Linked DNA regions of Sus scrofa: region 2 is linked to region 1. Evidence: chromatin contacts called from public promoter capture Hi-C data. All regions are on one chromosome and are shown on one strand. The core of a region is the stretch at or near the end of the contact, and the rest is flanking DNA. Distances in the headings are between cores, read along the strand shown. Region 1 overlaps SLC22A23 (solute carrier family 22 member 23). Region 2 overlaps SLC22A23 (solute carrier family 22 member 23).

Region 1 (3,826 bases), core at 729-3,228:
GCTAAGCTATGGTAATCCAAACAGTTCGGCACTGGCACAAAAGCAGACACACAGCCCAGTGGACAGCACAGAAAGCCGAGCCATAAATCCACGCCCTTATAGTCCACTTTCGTTATTAACTACTCTATGACGAAGGAGGCAAGCCTATGCGGTGGGGAAGGGACAGCCAAGGCTTCTTTTCTGGAACACCCAGGGCACGCACTGGGGTATGCTGCAGGTCACCCTGGCTCCCGGGCAGGAGGCTGCTCGGCGGGAATGGGGCAGGTGGGTGGGGTCACCTGTACCACGAGCAGTGCAGCTGACTCCACTGGAAGGTGAACGAACGGCACCCAGGAGAGGGGTCCATCCTTCCCGGGAGCCACGGGATGCTGCAAGGGACAGATGGGGTGTGGGCCATAAAGGTATGTCCCCGGGCCTTTGAAACCAGCGGGACATGGTTTTCTCTGAAACCGCCCCAGTGTCTGCCAGCCTTCCTGCGACTAAGTGGGTGGCGCTGACGAGCACGACAGGCTGCCTTACTCGGTGCACAGGGATGGGCCCGGCCCACCAGGGAGGCCACACAGGAGGAGCAGGCCTCCCTCAGGCCCAGGTGACCTGTCACGAGTGGATGCCTTAGGCTAGCGCGGCCCGTCAGAGGAGGTGACCTGGGTCTCGTTCACGGCGGGATTCGATGGCTTGTTTTGAAGAAGCACCCGCACACGTGTGTGTATGAAAAACGCTGTATGTGGACACAAGCCTGTGGGGTAGGCACGTACTTTTATGTCTCCACGGATGCCATCCCGAGCTGCAGCAGTGACAACGCCAGGTTCTGAACCTGCTGAGCCACAAGAGAACTCCCCTGCTTGGTGTTAAGGCGCTGACCTCTTTCTCTCCCTGCAGATGCGGGCAGGTACACTAGCTGCTTTCCTCCAGGCGGTCACCAGAGGGCAGCAGAGCCCACGTTTAAATAGGCGAGCGGGCCAGGTGGCCCGGGGGCTTTAGGAGTAACGTTACCTGAATGACTTCGGGGATAGAAAGATAGGTATTCAGTTCTAAGGACCCCTGAGAAGGCGCAAGCTTCAATTAAGAATTCCAGACTCGTCCGGTCATCCTTTTAAACACGCGAACATCTGCATCTTGAACACAGACGACGAACCTCCCGTTTTTCACCTCCTACTTCATCTTGCTTAATCTGTCTTTACTCCCATTCTGTGAAGTCGAGGATTAGCAAATTTCTGCCAGTTTTCACAGAAAGAAATGTCACTGCCAAAAATACTCAGGTAGGAATAACTAATTATACTGTCACTTAGTGGGACACACACTCTGACACCCCCCGCCCCCCCCCACCGCCTGTGACAAGGCCCTCGTGACTGGTCTCATTCTGGGCCAGAGATGAGCCCGGCTGAAGGACGTGCCTGAGGCCGCGCAAGACCGCAGGCTCCCCTTGCATTAAAGGCCGGAGTCTTAGGCGCTGGGACATGTCCTGCCCACTTTGGCTGTCCCGGGTCCTGTTTGTCCCCATGCTGCTGTCTCACGGTGAGGACTGGGCCTCGGGCCACTCAGGAGATGCTGTTATAAACACACACACTCATATGTATATTACTTTTTAGGGCTGCACGTGCAGCATGTGGAGGTTGCTGGGCTAGAGGCTGAATCAGAGCCACAGCTGCTGGCCTACACCACAGCCACAGCAATGCGGGATCCCAGCCACTTCTGTGACCTATACCACCGCTCACTGCAATCCTGGATCCTTAACCCACTGAGCGAGACCAGGGATCGAACCCGCGTCCTCATGGATACCAGTTGCGTTTGTTTCCACTGTGCCACGATGGGAGTTCCCTCTATACATCTCTTTTGAGACATAAGTTTTGAAAGGAGTTAAACAATTCCACAGGTCACATTACACCCAAGCTGCCTCCGTCCCTGCTGCCTGTTCCTGAGGCAGGTTTAGAGCAGTGACAGCAAGCGGGTTCCATCCGGGGTGGCAACAGGGAGTGGTCAGAGGACGGTCCCAGAGAAGACAGGTTCCTGGAAAGGAGATTCTAGGAGGAGGAGTTGGGGTGCCCAGGGGAGGGAAGGGCTGGGATGGAGAAGGGGTGACAGCCAGGCCTCAGCACAAAGGAGACAAAAGCAAAAACAAGCAGATGGGACCTAAGTAAACTTAAAAGCTTTTGCACAGCAAAGGAAACCAGAGACAAAACAAAAAGACAAGCTACGGACTGGGAGAATGCATCTGCCAATGAGGTGACTGATAAGGGCTAATATCTAACATATACATGCACACACAGCTCAACATAAAGAAAGATTAAAACATTGGCAGGAGAACGGAACAGGCATTTTTTCCAGACACGAAATGCAAACGGCCAACAGGAAAAGATGCTCATTCTCGCCCATCCTCAGGGAAATGCAAATCCAACCCCAGTGAGGTACCACCTCACGCCGGTCAGAATGGCCATCACTGTTAAGTCTACAAATAACAAGAGCTGGAGAGGGTGTGGAGAAAAGGCCCCCCCCCCACACAGTTGGTGGGGATGTGAACTGGTACACCCACTGTGAGAGCAGCATGAGAGTCAAGACACAAACTAGACTCGCCATGTGACCCAGCAAACTCCACTCCCGGGTATACATCTGAAAAACACGAAAGCGAATTTGAAAAGATACACGCAGCCCAAGTCTCACAGCATGATTTACAGTAGCCAAGATGTGGAACCACCCACGTGTCCCTCAACAGATGAGAGGTTAAAGAAGATGTGGTACATAGATACAATGGAATACTATGCAGCCATAAAAAAGAATGAAATGAGGCCATCTGCAGCAGCATGGAAGTACTGGGAAGGGTGCTAAGTGAAACAAGCCAGACAAAGACAGATACTCTTTGTATCTGTGTGCTGTTGATACGTGGAATCTAAAGCAGACCAGTGAAGAGAACAGCAAAGGAGCAGACTCAGAGGACAGAGTAGCGGTGACCTGTGGGGAGGGCAAGACAGATGCAGGGGACGAAGAGGCGCAGACTCGTGGGTATAAAACGCGCTAAAGGATGTACGTCATGCGGATGCAGCCACGGCTTTAGAATAACTGCAGATTATACAGTAAAATCTTCTAAAAATTGTGAATCACTATGTTGGGCACCTGAAACTTACATTGTGTACCAATGACACCTAAACAAAGAAAAAAGCCCTACAGCCAGGCCCAGAGTCGCCTGTCTGTCACCAGCACCTGCCTGCTCACTTTGTGAGGGACAGAAAGCATTCAGGCCTCAGGGGATCTGCCCGCAGCTCCCCGGTGACACTGGGCCGCACACCAGGTCCACCAGCTGCCTCCGCATTGGCCAGGATCCACATTTCTGCCTAAGCCAAAGCGGGGCCTGGAGGGCCACCGGCTCCTGAGGCTACAGGTGTGAATGTGAGAAGCACCTGCTGGACCCAGAGGCCACCAGCAGGGCGGCCCCTCAGGGAAGAGCGGTCATCCTCGGACAGCCGATGGCCTTTGTGCAAAGGTTCTTATCCCCTGGTAGCTTTGCGTTAGGCCTTAACCTCTGCTACTGTTCTTGTTCAGGAGGTGTGTTTTTAACACAGGTTGTAGAAAAGGGCTAATTTTATACTAGGAAACGAGAGCTCGCAGGTCCAAGCTTCTCCTGGTTCATCGTGAGAAGCGGGGGGAGGGCGGGAAGGCCATCTCCGCCCCAGTGGCTCTGGGGGACGGTCCCTGAGTGGACGTGCAGGAAAGAGGGCGGGCGAGGAGGGTGTCCAGCCAGGGTATGGGGGGGGGGCGACCTTCTGGCAACATCAGGAGGTCATCTGTCCCCACGGGGACCCTGACATCTTCCTCTGCAACTACAGGCATCGCC
Region 2 (4,036 bases), core at 1,088-3,587, 57 kb after region 1:
ACAGCAAGGAAAGAAAACAGCGCCTGCACCTGGGCAGCACGGAGTTTCCAAGACCCTTCTGTGGGTTCCGGGCCCCCACCCTCTCTGGGGGGGTCACTGTCCTCCCCAAACAAAACAGGGCATCTCCCTCCCAAATTGGGGCCAGCATCTCTTCCCCTGGACATTGTGAGAATAAAACAAGGTGAATCGAGGCCCCACTACCAGCAGTTCCCTCATCCTCAAAGTGAAAATCAGAAGTAAGAGTATCTAGAGGACAGAGGTGAACTCCCGCACACGGTCAGAAGCCCGCGACCTGAAACGGAAACGAAGAGCAAGACACGCCTGCTGTTCTTCGGTGCCTCACCCGCTATTCCTGGCAAGAGGGCATCCTTCCTTCTCGCCGTCTGTAGGAAGAAAGGGGGCAGGGGCTGCGGGCGAGGGCAGGAAGAGGCCCAGCAAGGCTACCGTCCGGGCTGCTGCAGGTGGGGTTTGATCTGGGCACCCCCACGCCCCCACAGCCCTGCCCCCGGCTGCAGAGGACTTGTCCCTCCCGTGCCTCCCAAGATTAAATTTCAACACGGAGGAAACAGAAGCACAGGCTATTTCTGGCTCATCCACTACACCTGTTTGCTATTTCTTAAGACCCCAGTTCAGTCCTGAGCAAACCCGACCACCAGGGCCGATGCAGCCCCGGGTTGCTCCTCCCGCCCAAACGTGGACGAGCCTCCGAAGCGCAGCGCTGAGCTTAAGCAGAAAAAAGGGACGTTCAGAACACCAAGCACATAGGACTCCACTTGTTGAAAGTTTTTAAAGGCAAAGCAGTGCCAGAGGGCGTTCGGGACGCTGCTCGGGGACGAGTACAGATGGGCGAAGGGGGGCCACGGGGTGACAGGAGTGACAGGGGTTCAGGGATGGGGCAGGGGGAGCGGTGCTGCTGGCCGGGAGGGCTGGACATTCTAACAACGCTTGGCGGCTGAGCCTGCAGGTGGGGGTGAAGATGGGTAACCCTAGTTCCCACGATCACGAGAAACCAGGCACACGCACTCCTGGGGAGCGGCCTGCGGGCGCCCAGAACATCCAGGAGGAACCGGTCAGCTGCCCAACAGCTGACGGGGCTGGATCGCCAAGCAGGGCCTCCAATCCAGCCAGACCGGGCCTGGCGTCAGCAGCGCCTGCCCAGCAAGGGAATCCACGGAGACGAGGACCTGGCAGTCGCCCACTTCCTCGTCCGCTTCCGAAAACACAGGCGCCACGCACGGCCCTGCAGCCGCGCCTCCGCGGCACTGGCCAGGCTTCAGCAGCAGCGGCGGAGGGTGTATTTCAGAACCGAACCCGCGGCCAGGACCCCCTCCCCTCCACGTAGGACACTGCTTCCCGGGTCTGGAGCTTTGCTGTAACCGTGTTTTCTTGTCCTCGCCGGCCCAGCGGTGAGCCCAGCCCGGCTTGGCCGCCTGGGGTGTGACGGCAGCAGCCATCACAGTCGGGGCCGGTGACACCCGGGCCCTTCAGAGCCCTTCCAGACGCACTGCCCCGTAAGCCCTCGCGGATCCTGTAATTAAGGACACTGGGCCTTGTGCCCATTTCTAAGATGGGAAAAAGGCACCTTCAAGGCTTTTGGTCATTGACGCGAGGACATGCACAGGCCCAGGCTTTTTGCTTCCCAGCCCCGTGGTCGGCCTGGGGCTGCAGCAGCCCGAACACACCGTCTTCAAGCAGTCACCCCAGCCGCACTGCCTGGGGAGGACACAACCAAAAGGCACACAAAGCCAGAGGCGGGCGAGCGCTGCAGGCCACATCACACGCCCCGAGTCCCTAAGGTCCAGCGGCATTTAGGGGCCGGGGAATATTTATCATTGTTTACACCAAACAAACCCTCCCTCGCCTTAAGCAAAGGCCAAAAGCCCAGTAACCCCCCCCCAGTGCAAACACCAGCTGGAGGACTTGCTCCGGCCTCCTCAGGAAGTCTGCGCTAATAATTATCCAGACAGCACTCTGAGGTCAAGGCAGGCTGGGCGCCCGGGGTGGCACAGGACCGTCCCCCAACCAAGCCACATGAGGAAGGGGACTCGGGCTCAGATGGGTCGTCTTCCCTGCTCCCACGCCCTGCCCTGGCCACAGATCTTAACCGCTTCAAAGACTGAACTCCACAGGCCGGGCTGGCTTCCTCTAAATATCCAAAAGACATCTAAATGCGTGTGCCATACACACAAATCCAGGCTCACCCTTTCTGGTTCCCAGATTAAAAGCAGCTTGAGTCTAGGAACTGTGCTCTTACTCAAAGTCACATGTCCGACTCTTGACCCGGAGAAGACACTGAATAACGATGAGTCACAGAAAACAGAAGGACAGCTGTGCAAAATACACGCACCCTGTCTGCCCACTCAGCAGGGCTCATGCAGAAACGCTACACTAGGAGAAGCCAGGACGAGGGAGCGGCCTGCGGGCCTCGGGGGGCCGACCGTCTGAGGCAGGAGGCACGGGACTAGCTGCCCAGACAAGTGGTGTGCGGAGGCGGGAGGGAGCCCTGGGGAGGGCTCCGCAGGGGAAGCAGCGCTGAAGCTGGGCCCGGGGGCACGTCGGTCTCGCTGTCCTGCCTTGTGGGTGGCAGGAGGGGAAGGGCTGGGAGGGGGCCTGGCAGAGCAGCTCACTCCCGGAAAGAGAGCCGTGCGGGAGAGGCCAGAGTTGGCTTGTTATCAGGATCCAAAGTCCCTGGGAGGGCCTGTTTCAGCCACAGTGACAAGGCCAGGAGCCACAGCTGCGTGAGGAGAGGGCCACAGGGAGGAGCCACGCGGCTCGGGTGGCCCTGCTCTCCGCCCCCCTGGCGCCTCTGAAGCAGGGCTCCACCATCTGCCAGTTCCACACCCCGTTTGCTGCCCCCACCCATGTGTCTCTGTCATTCAGGACGACAGGAGGCCAGGAAGTCCCGTCACACAACTGCCAAGAGGGAAACTAACTTGGTGTCACAGAGACGGGTCAGAGACCAGACAGGCCACAACCGGACTCCCAGGGCGTTTCAACTGAGAGCGGGATGGGCACAGAGAAGGGGGGTTAGGGACACACGCACTGAGACCCGTCTCGCGCCGGGACGCCCCGGGATGCACGCCTCGAGGAGGACTCGCCACCACCGGGCAGACGCGGAGGCTGCTGAGCCCGCCGCCTGGTGCTGGCACCTCCAACCCTCCTCACCCAGTGGGTCCCGCGGGCATGAACAGCCACCCGAGGGCAAGTTTCAAACAAACGGACACCAAGGAGGCCGGACGGAGCCGACAGGCGGGATGCAGACGCTCGCCGCCCCCAGGAACACGCTCGTCCAGACTCCGTGAGACCCCGTCACAGCCCCGAGGACGGCACGGACGCGGAGAGGGGAGCCCGGCTCTGCTCGTGGGGACGGAACACGCGCATGTGCGGGGACAACGGGACGGAGGGTCCTCAAAAAGCTCAAGACACAGAACTACCGTATGACCCCGCAATCCCGCTTCTGGGTATGGACCCCGAATCACCGAAAGCGGAGACTGAGAAGGGGTGTCTGTACCCCCGTGCGCACAGCAGCGTATGCGTCATAGCAGCCAAAGGGGGGACGTGATCCGAATTCCCTCTGAGGGTGGATGGAGAAACAAAACATGGTCTGCCGGGCGACGGGACACGGCTCAACCTTGAAAAGACGGGAAATCCTGACACGTGTCCCAACACGGATGGACCTGGAGGACGTGACGCCGGTCATACGAGGACAGGGCCTGCAGGATTCCACCCACATGAGGCCCCTAAAGTCACCGCATTCACAGAGCCAGGAAGTGGAGGGTGGGGCTCGGGGGTTCGAACGACGGGGAGGGGGACGGGGAATCAGAGTTTAACGGGACGGCGTTTGGGTTCTGCAAGAGGCACACGTTCCGGAGACAGACAGACGGTGGTACCACAATGTGACCCACTCAATGCTACTGGATTGCACACTTTAAAATAGCTAAAATGGTAAATTTCACAGTATCTTTTACCACAATAAAAAAATCCCCTTCTGAAAAAGAAAAAAAACAAAATGGAAAGTGGGCATGTCTGCCTTTGG

The links. Promoter capture Hi-C pulls out the DNA fragments that hold promoters and counts their contacts.
Region 2: a promoter capture Hi-C map of fetal liver shows a contact between it and region 1, with 2.1 times the contacts expected there. The contact joins two enhancer-like sites. A contact is called at or near these places in 1 of 5 promoter capture datasets (fetal liver), 1 of 47 Hi-C or Micro-C datasets (embryonic fibroblasts) and 1 of 2 datasets of contacts at active chromatin or transcription factors (skeletal muscle).

Annotation. Positions count from the first base shown.
Region 1 is chr7:1,998,828-2,002,653 of Sscrofa11.1, forward strand. All of the region lies in intron 10 of SLC22A23 (solute carrier family 22 member 23), which reads right to left. Among named protein-coding and RNA genes, the nearest start is that of PSMG4, 20 kb to the left of the region's middle. Within about 2 kb of position 1,979, at least 1 of the 83 cell types and tissues checked has an H3K27ac peak or open chromatin away from gene starts, as enhancers often do. A contact at or near this core is called in fetal liver, where this site is marked.
Region 2 is chr7:2,055,099-2,059,134 of Sscrofa11.1, forward strand. The region is part of intron 3 of SLC22A23 (solute carrier family 22 member 23); the gene reads right to left. Among named protein-coding and RNA genes, the nearest start is that of SLC22A23, 75 kb to the right of the region's middle. Within about 2 kb of position 2,338, at least 48 of the 83 cell types and tissues checked have an H3K27ac peak or open chromatin away from gene starts, as enhancers often do. A contact at or near this core is called in fetal liver, where this site is marked.